Linked DNA regions of Oryctolagus cuniculus: region 2 is linked to region 1. A link is a contact called in public Hi-C data. All regions are on one chromosome and are shown on one strand. Each heading gives the region's core, a stretch centred on a gene start, on an enhancer-like site or on the middle of the called end of the contact. The rest is flanking DNA. Distances are from core to core; before and after follow the strand shown.

Region 1 (3,013 bases), core at 294-2,793:
TCCACTTGGCACCAACATTTGTCATTGTCCCTTTGGTTGCAGCCATCCGCTTGCATGTGAAATGGTTCTGAAATTTGTGAGAAAAGGTGGTTTATCTGTCTTGTTCTCCACGGTATCCTAGAATCTAGTATAGTGCCTAGCACTTACAAGATACTAAATATTTGGTTAAATACACTAAAAAGGTGTGGAATGAATAAAATGGAAAGCAAAGGGGTGGGTTGCAATGGTTATTGTGTATCTAGACCGCCCACGGGGCCTGTCTGTGAGGGATCTGGTGGTGTGTATCTAGACTGCTGACGGGGCGTTTCTGTGAGGGATCTGGTGGTGGTGTGTATCTAGACCGCCGACGGGGCCTGTCTGTGAGGGATCTGGTGGTGTGTATTTAGGCCGCTGACGGGGCCTGTCTGTGAGGGATCTATCTGGTGTCTGCATCTGAACATCCCTCTTCATTCCTCAAAATTTTTCTCCTAGGAGGAAATTAGATTAAATTTAAGCTTTTCCATTTTTCTTTAGATCATTCACCTGGATTTTTTTTTTAAATTTACTTGAAAGGCAGAGTGAACAAAGAGAGGGGGGCTTTCACCCCATTGGTTCACTCTCCAAATGCTGGCAAAAGCCAGCTGTTCTTTTTGGTTTTCTTTTACAACCTGTTTTGGCTCTTGGTTTAGAAGTGGGAAATCATGGTGCTCGGAGCCAGCAGTTAGTGCCTGAAAACTCGTTGCTCAATGAATGAATGGATGTGACTATGTGACAAAAGGACAGGGCATTCTTGGTTGCAAAATTCAGGTGGGTCAACAAATACCTGAGTACTTACCGCGTCCTTGACCCTGTGGTGGATGCCAGAATGCTTGGCAAACAAAACAGTGCTCCCGTGTTGGACAAAGGAGTTTCCAAATATTCTTTTTCCGTGTCTATACCTTTCCATTTTTAATAATAAATTTATTGATTTTGAGCATTGCATTTTTTAGCAAAGGAATCGACCCATCTGCTTAATGCCCCAGATAGGAAGTTCTGATTTAATGTCAGCAAAACCTGGGATTCACAAGTGCCCCGGGGCGCTGTTTATCTGGAAACAGCGAACACCCCGAAATGCTAAGCTTCTCGATGTTGGGGTCCTTGGATGGGGAACCTCCAAGACACTGGACACCACGTCCACCAGAGGGTGCTGTGGGGGCAAATTTGGACCGGGAGGGGAGCTCGACCGGTGACCCTCAGAGCCAGGTGGGCGTAGTGAATAATTTTCATTCTTCCCGGGGTTCCCTTCCCACCCCTTGGAACCGTGGTCGCCCCTCCCCCATAAGTGGTTTCCCCCTTTAATAATTATCCTCTTTGCGAATGCTTGCTTGGGAAAGACGTCTTGCTTGCATGGCCGATGTCCCCTGGCTCAGGCCATCCACGTCCCTGGCTCGCTGGAGGAGGGCGGGCGGCCGGGCAGCGCAGGGGCTGCCGCGGCCGGGGCGCCGCAGGGGCGGCGAAGGGGTTAACCCGGCGGGGGGGAGGGGGAGGGGGCGCGGGCCGCGCCTGCGCTCTGCCGCCCTCCATTGTCTCCACGGCGGCGAGGAGCGCCGGCGAGCGCTGCCCGGGACCAAGGGGCCGGCGCGGCTGGCGGGGCCGGCGGCGGCTGGAGCCAGAGCGCGACGCGACGCGACCGCGGCTTCCAGAGCTCCGCCTGGCCGCCCAGCGCCGAGCCCTCCCGCGGCCTGAGGGGTCCGGGCCGCCGTCCATGGTCGCCGCGTCCTGAGGCGGGGGACGCGCCCGGCGCCCCCAGCCCTCCGCCGCCGCCTCCTGTGGGGCGGACGGCCTCCTCCGGCGCCTCCCTGCGCCCGCCCGCCGCCTCCCTCCCTCCTTCCCTGCGGCTCGCCCGGCTTTCCGAGCCCGGGGGCGGCCTGTGGCGCGCGGAGCCCGCGCCGGACTGCGCCTCTTTGGACCTTGAAGGGAAACATGCGTTTGGCTTGGATCGTTTTAAATTCTTAGTTTGAGGTCCCTGCCCGCCTGCTTCTCCTCCCCGCGGGAATTTTTTTTTTCTTTTTTCTTTTCCTTTTTTTCCCTTTTCCCCCTCCTGGTCTCCTTTTTGACTCCTTCCCCCTTTATGCTCGCCCAGCCCTCCCCCCGCTGCTGAGAAGTGGGGGAGGGTCTCGGCTCCCAGGTTCCCGCCCCATCGGGGCCCGGGCGAGCATGGGGGGAAAGCAGAGCACGGCAGCCCGCTCTCGAGGCCCTTTCCCGGGGGTCTCCACCGATGACAGCGCCGTGCCGCCGCCGGGAGGGGCGCCCCACTTCGGGCACTACAGGACGGGCGGCGGAGCCATGGGGCTGCGCAGCCGTTCGGTCAGCTCGGTGGCGGGCATGGGCATGGACCCCAGCACGGCCGGCGGGGTGCCCTTTGGCCTCTACACCCCCGCCTCCCGGGGCACCGGCGACTCCGAGAGGGCGCCCGGCGGCGGCGGAGGGTCGGCGTCCGACTCCACCTTTGCCCATGGCAATGGTTACCAGGAGACTGGCGGCGGTCACCATAGAGACGGGATGCTGTACCTGGGCTCCCGAGCCTCGCTGGCGGATGCTCTACCTCTGCACATCGCACCCAGGTGGTTCAGCTCGCACAGTGGTGAGTCCACGGGTGGTGGAGGCCTCAGAGGGTGGAGTGCAAAGAGGGCGCCCCAAACCTTCGCGCGCTCCGAGGTTTGGATACGGAGTATGCGACCTGCATGTGTCAGCCTTTCTTTGGGTTCTTGGTGCCAAGGGATGAATGGGTCCCCACCCTGTAGATGAGTGGCTGTCTGCGAGGCTGCAGGACTCCAGGCATGTGTTCGCTTGTGGATGGGCAGAGTGAAACCTGCCTGTGGAAGTCCCCTTTATCGGCATCTCCTTGCTCGGAGAAGAGGGCTTGTCTGGCTTTTCAGCAAGTCTGCTTGGGTGCTTCGTTCCTGCCTTTGCAGCACGGTGCCCGCCTCACCGTTAGCAGACAGCTGGATCCGCTCCCACCAAGCGGTGGAAGAGTGTGAAAAGAGACAAAGAG
Region 2 (3,013 bases), core at 288-2,787, 78 kb after region 1:
GCTTCACGAGCGGAAGAACCCACTGTCGTTTCTAAACTTCCCCTTGAGGGGACCCAGGGTGAGAGAAACACTGCAGTGGTCCCATCTCTGAGTCCTAAGTCATAGAATCGGAAGGAACAGAGGCATTAGCCAGTCTCTCGCTTCCCAGGTCTGAAAATGGAGACAGATGCTGAGCTCTGTGCAGAGCCGGCACGTGTTTGGCACAGACCTCCCATGAGAATGTGAGTGCTTCCTGCTCCCTGTGCAGTCCCCTGTCTCCTATCCAGCCAGTGTCTCCTTCCTCACGCCCTGATAGGTGAGCAGGATGCCTCCAGCCTGGCCTAGGTGGACGTAGGTGATGTAGTTCCTGGAGGTGAGGCGTAGATTGCAGCCTCGATTGCAGTGGAAGGAATCCCAGTCCGACCCCAGACAGCCGGGCTCCACCTGGCTTTACTTTCACCTTATCCTGGCTCATCTCTCGCCCCTCCCACCTCCGCCCTGCTGTGGTGTTTCACCAGTGTTCAGCATTTGCCACTGTGAGGTGTACGTGTGATGTAGCTTAGAAACAACATGGTGGTGTTTTGTTTGTGTTTTAAATGTTAGTGTGAAGATCTTGATCCACTCTAGAATGTTTGAATCTCCTCTAAATGAAGGCAGACCGCATGCTGGTGGTTTCGAGTGGGCTACGCAGAGTTTGAATCCTTTTGTGGACTCTGATGTCCTGCAGCTGTGGCTTGCAGACCCTGCCCCCTGCCGCTCAGCTCAGGGATCAAGAAGGACCCATTTCAGCCAGAGGAGAGTGAAAAGGGGGAGAACTCCAGACACAAAGCAGTGGCTGCTTTTGTCCAGCGTTGAAGGAGGGGAAGTGGCTGGGACCTCCCTGGGTGCATCTGCTTCCCTCAGCAGGGAGAGGGATTGGAGATGATCTCCCGCCTTAGGATTTGTGTTAAAACCCAGGGCTCCATCCCCCGTATTTCTTACAGTCCTGCTTATGTGTTTCTAGATCACCCCCAAGGAATATAGGAATATTCTTTCTAGAACTTTCCCCTACCTTGAGTCTCCCATTAGCTAATCTTTGAGACAGGGCCTGATTTTAAATACAAACTCAGTTGCTCTGTTTTGACTGGAGGAGAGGAACAAGTCTGCATTTTGGTTTGGGTACTCCTCCCCACCTCCTGCCTTGCCTGGGGCATTTCTCTCCATGTTGCCCCTAGTTCGGACTGCCTGGTTGGGATCTTTGCTCAAGTCACTCATAGTTTTCTGATCTTCACCTCCCTATCTGTACATTGAGAGTGATAATCCTACCCAACAAAGGTCCACAAGATTGAATGTAATAATGCAAACAAAGTGCCTAGGCCGTGCCCAGCACGTGGGCTGACTCCAGAAACGAGAGCTGCTGCCCAGGTTCTTTTCTTCTTTTCCTCCTCCCCCTCCCACCGTCCTCCTGGGTGGATGGAAAAGCTAAATGAGCAGCAGGCTCAGAGCTGCTATGGAGAGAGAATGAAGACTTTTTCTGGCTGCACTCAGCTATTCTTGCAATACTTGGCACCCTGTGTGCCTTGCGTCAGTGAGAACCAGAGGAGCCTTTTGGAAGGACTGACTGCGCGGCCAGCCTTGGTCTTGTGTGTGCGCTCCCCAGCGAGCATGTGTGCCCGTCCTGTGTCCCTCACACAGCCCAGCAAGGGTGGCCCTGGACAGCAGTGTGGGTGTGCTGGGCTGCAGAACCCAGGTCTCAAACTGAAGAAGCGGGGGCAAGAGGATAGATCCCACTTTATCTCGAGAGCCTGTGGCCCCTGCTTAGTAGGTCCTGTGCTTTCACAAAAGGAGAAGGGAGATGTGCTTTCATGGAGTGAGAAATTACACCAATCACATTGCCTTGGTAATACAGAGAGGATTACGTGTGGTAAGCAGGCAGCTGGAGCTGAAAACAGAAGGGGGAAGGCAAGATGACACGAGAGCCTCGGGTGGCTGCTCACTTCTCATTGTAGAACCTTCTGCCCGCACTGCCCCTGGGCTGGGGCCGGTAGGGCAGCCCCTTTGGGGGACGTGGCCCTACACCACTGCCATGGACAAGACTCCCCCAGGGCTGCTTCTGCCAGAGCCACATGGTCCAGCCCAGACTCTGGGTTGTGCTTTCTTGCTAGCAGCAGTCCTGGCCACCATGACTTTTAGTTGATATCCAGGATAATTGGGGTGGGGCTTGGGGACTGAGGGGACTTGATTTTTAAAAATTTTCTTTTGTTTTTGTTATTATGAAGGTAATTTGAATCCCTTGTAACAAAATCACACGCTGCAGGGCGTTCAATGTATAAGGCCATGTCACTGGTGGGTGGCCAGGTAGCCATTGGCAACATCGAGTGTGCATGTGTAGAAGCATGGCCTTGCTCATGTGATGCAGGCATCTGCGGGTTTCTCTGTTTCTGAGGGAGGCACACTCTATACACTGTTCTACAAGGTGCTTTAAAAATGTGTGGATAGGCCGGCGCCGCGGCTCACTAGGCTAATCCTCCGCCTAGCGGCGCCGGCACACCGGGTTCTAGTCCCGGTCAGGGCGCCGGATTCTGTCCCGGTTGCCCCTCTTCCAGGCCAGCCCTCTGCTGTGGCCAGGGAGTGCAGTGGAGGATGGCCCAGGTGCTTGGGCCCTGCACCCCATGGGAGACCAGGAAAAGCACCTGGCTCCTGGCTCCTGCCATCGGATCAGCGCGGTGCGCTGGCCGCAACGCGCCGGCCGCGGCGGCCATTGGAGGGTGAACCAACGGCAAAGGAAGACCTTTCTCTCTGTCTCTCTCTCTCACTGTCCACTCTGCCTGTCAAAAAAAAAAAAAAAAGAAAAAGAAAAAAAAATGTGTGGATAAATTATAATAACTTTTATCCTTTTGTGGGCTGCTAATAGCTCATCATCTGGACTTTCCACACATTATTAGCCAGACCACCATCAACCTTGGAAACCAGGGGATGGTATGAAAGTCTGAATGGGGAAGCCACTGTGGCCCTCTGCCATCAGGTGACTCCGAGGCCCTGAGGAGGCCTGGCT

Evidence for each region. A called contact is a pair of places that touch in the nucleus more often than the background predicts.
Region 2: a Hi-C map of an unstated tissue shows a contact between it and region 1, with 2.5 times the contacts expected there. The contact joins the enhancer-like site here to the promoter of ZNRF1 in region 1. A contact is called at or near these places in 2 of 6 Hi-C or Micro-C datasets (liver and an unstated tissue).

The regions. Positions count from the first base shown.
Region 1 is chr18:57,474,913-57,477,925 of mOryCun1.1, forward strand. It overlaps ZNRF1 (zinc and ring finger 1), which reads left to right and starts at 1,544. Exons shown (of 5, transcript XM_070062745.1): 1 at 1,544-2,602. The coding sequence starts at 2,176.
Region 2 is chr18:57,553,379-57,556,391 of mOryCun1.1, forward strand. The region is part of intron 1 of ZNRF1 (zinc and ring finger 1); the gene reads left to right. Among named protein-coding and RNA genes, the nearest start is that of LDHD, 50 kb to the right of the region's middle. Within about 2 kb of position 1,538, at least 5 of the 8 cell types and tissues checked have an H3K27ac peak or open chromatin away from gene starts, as enhancers often do.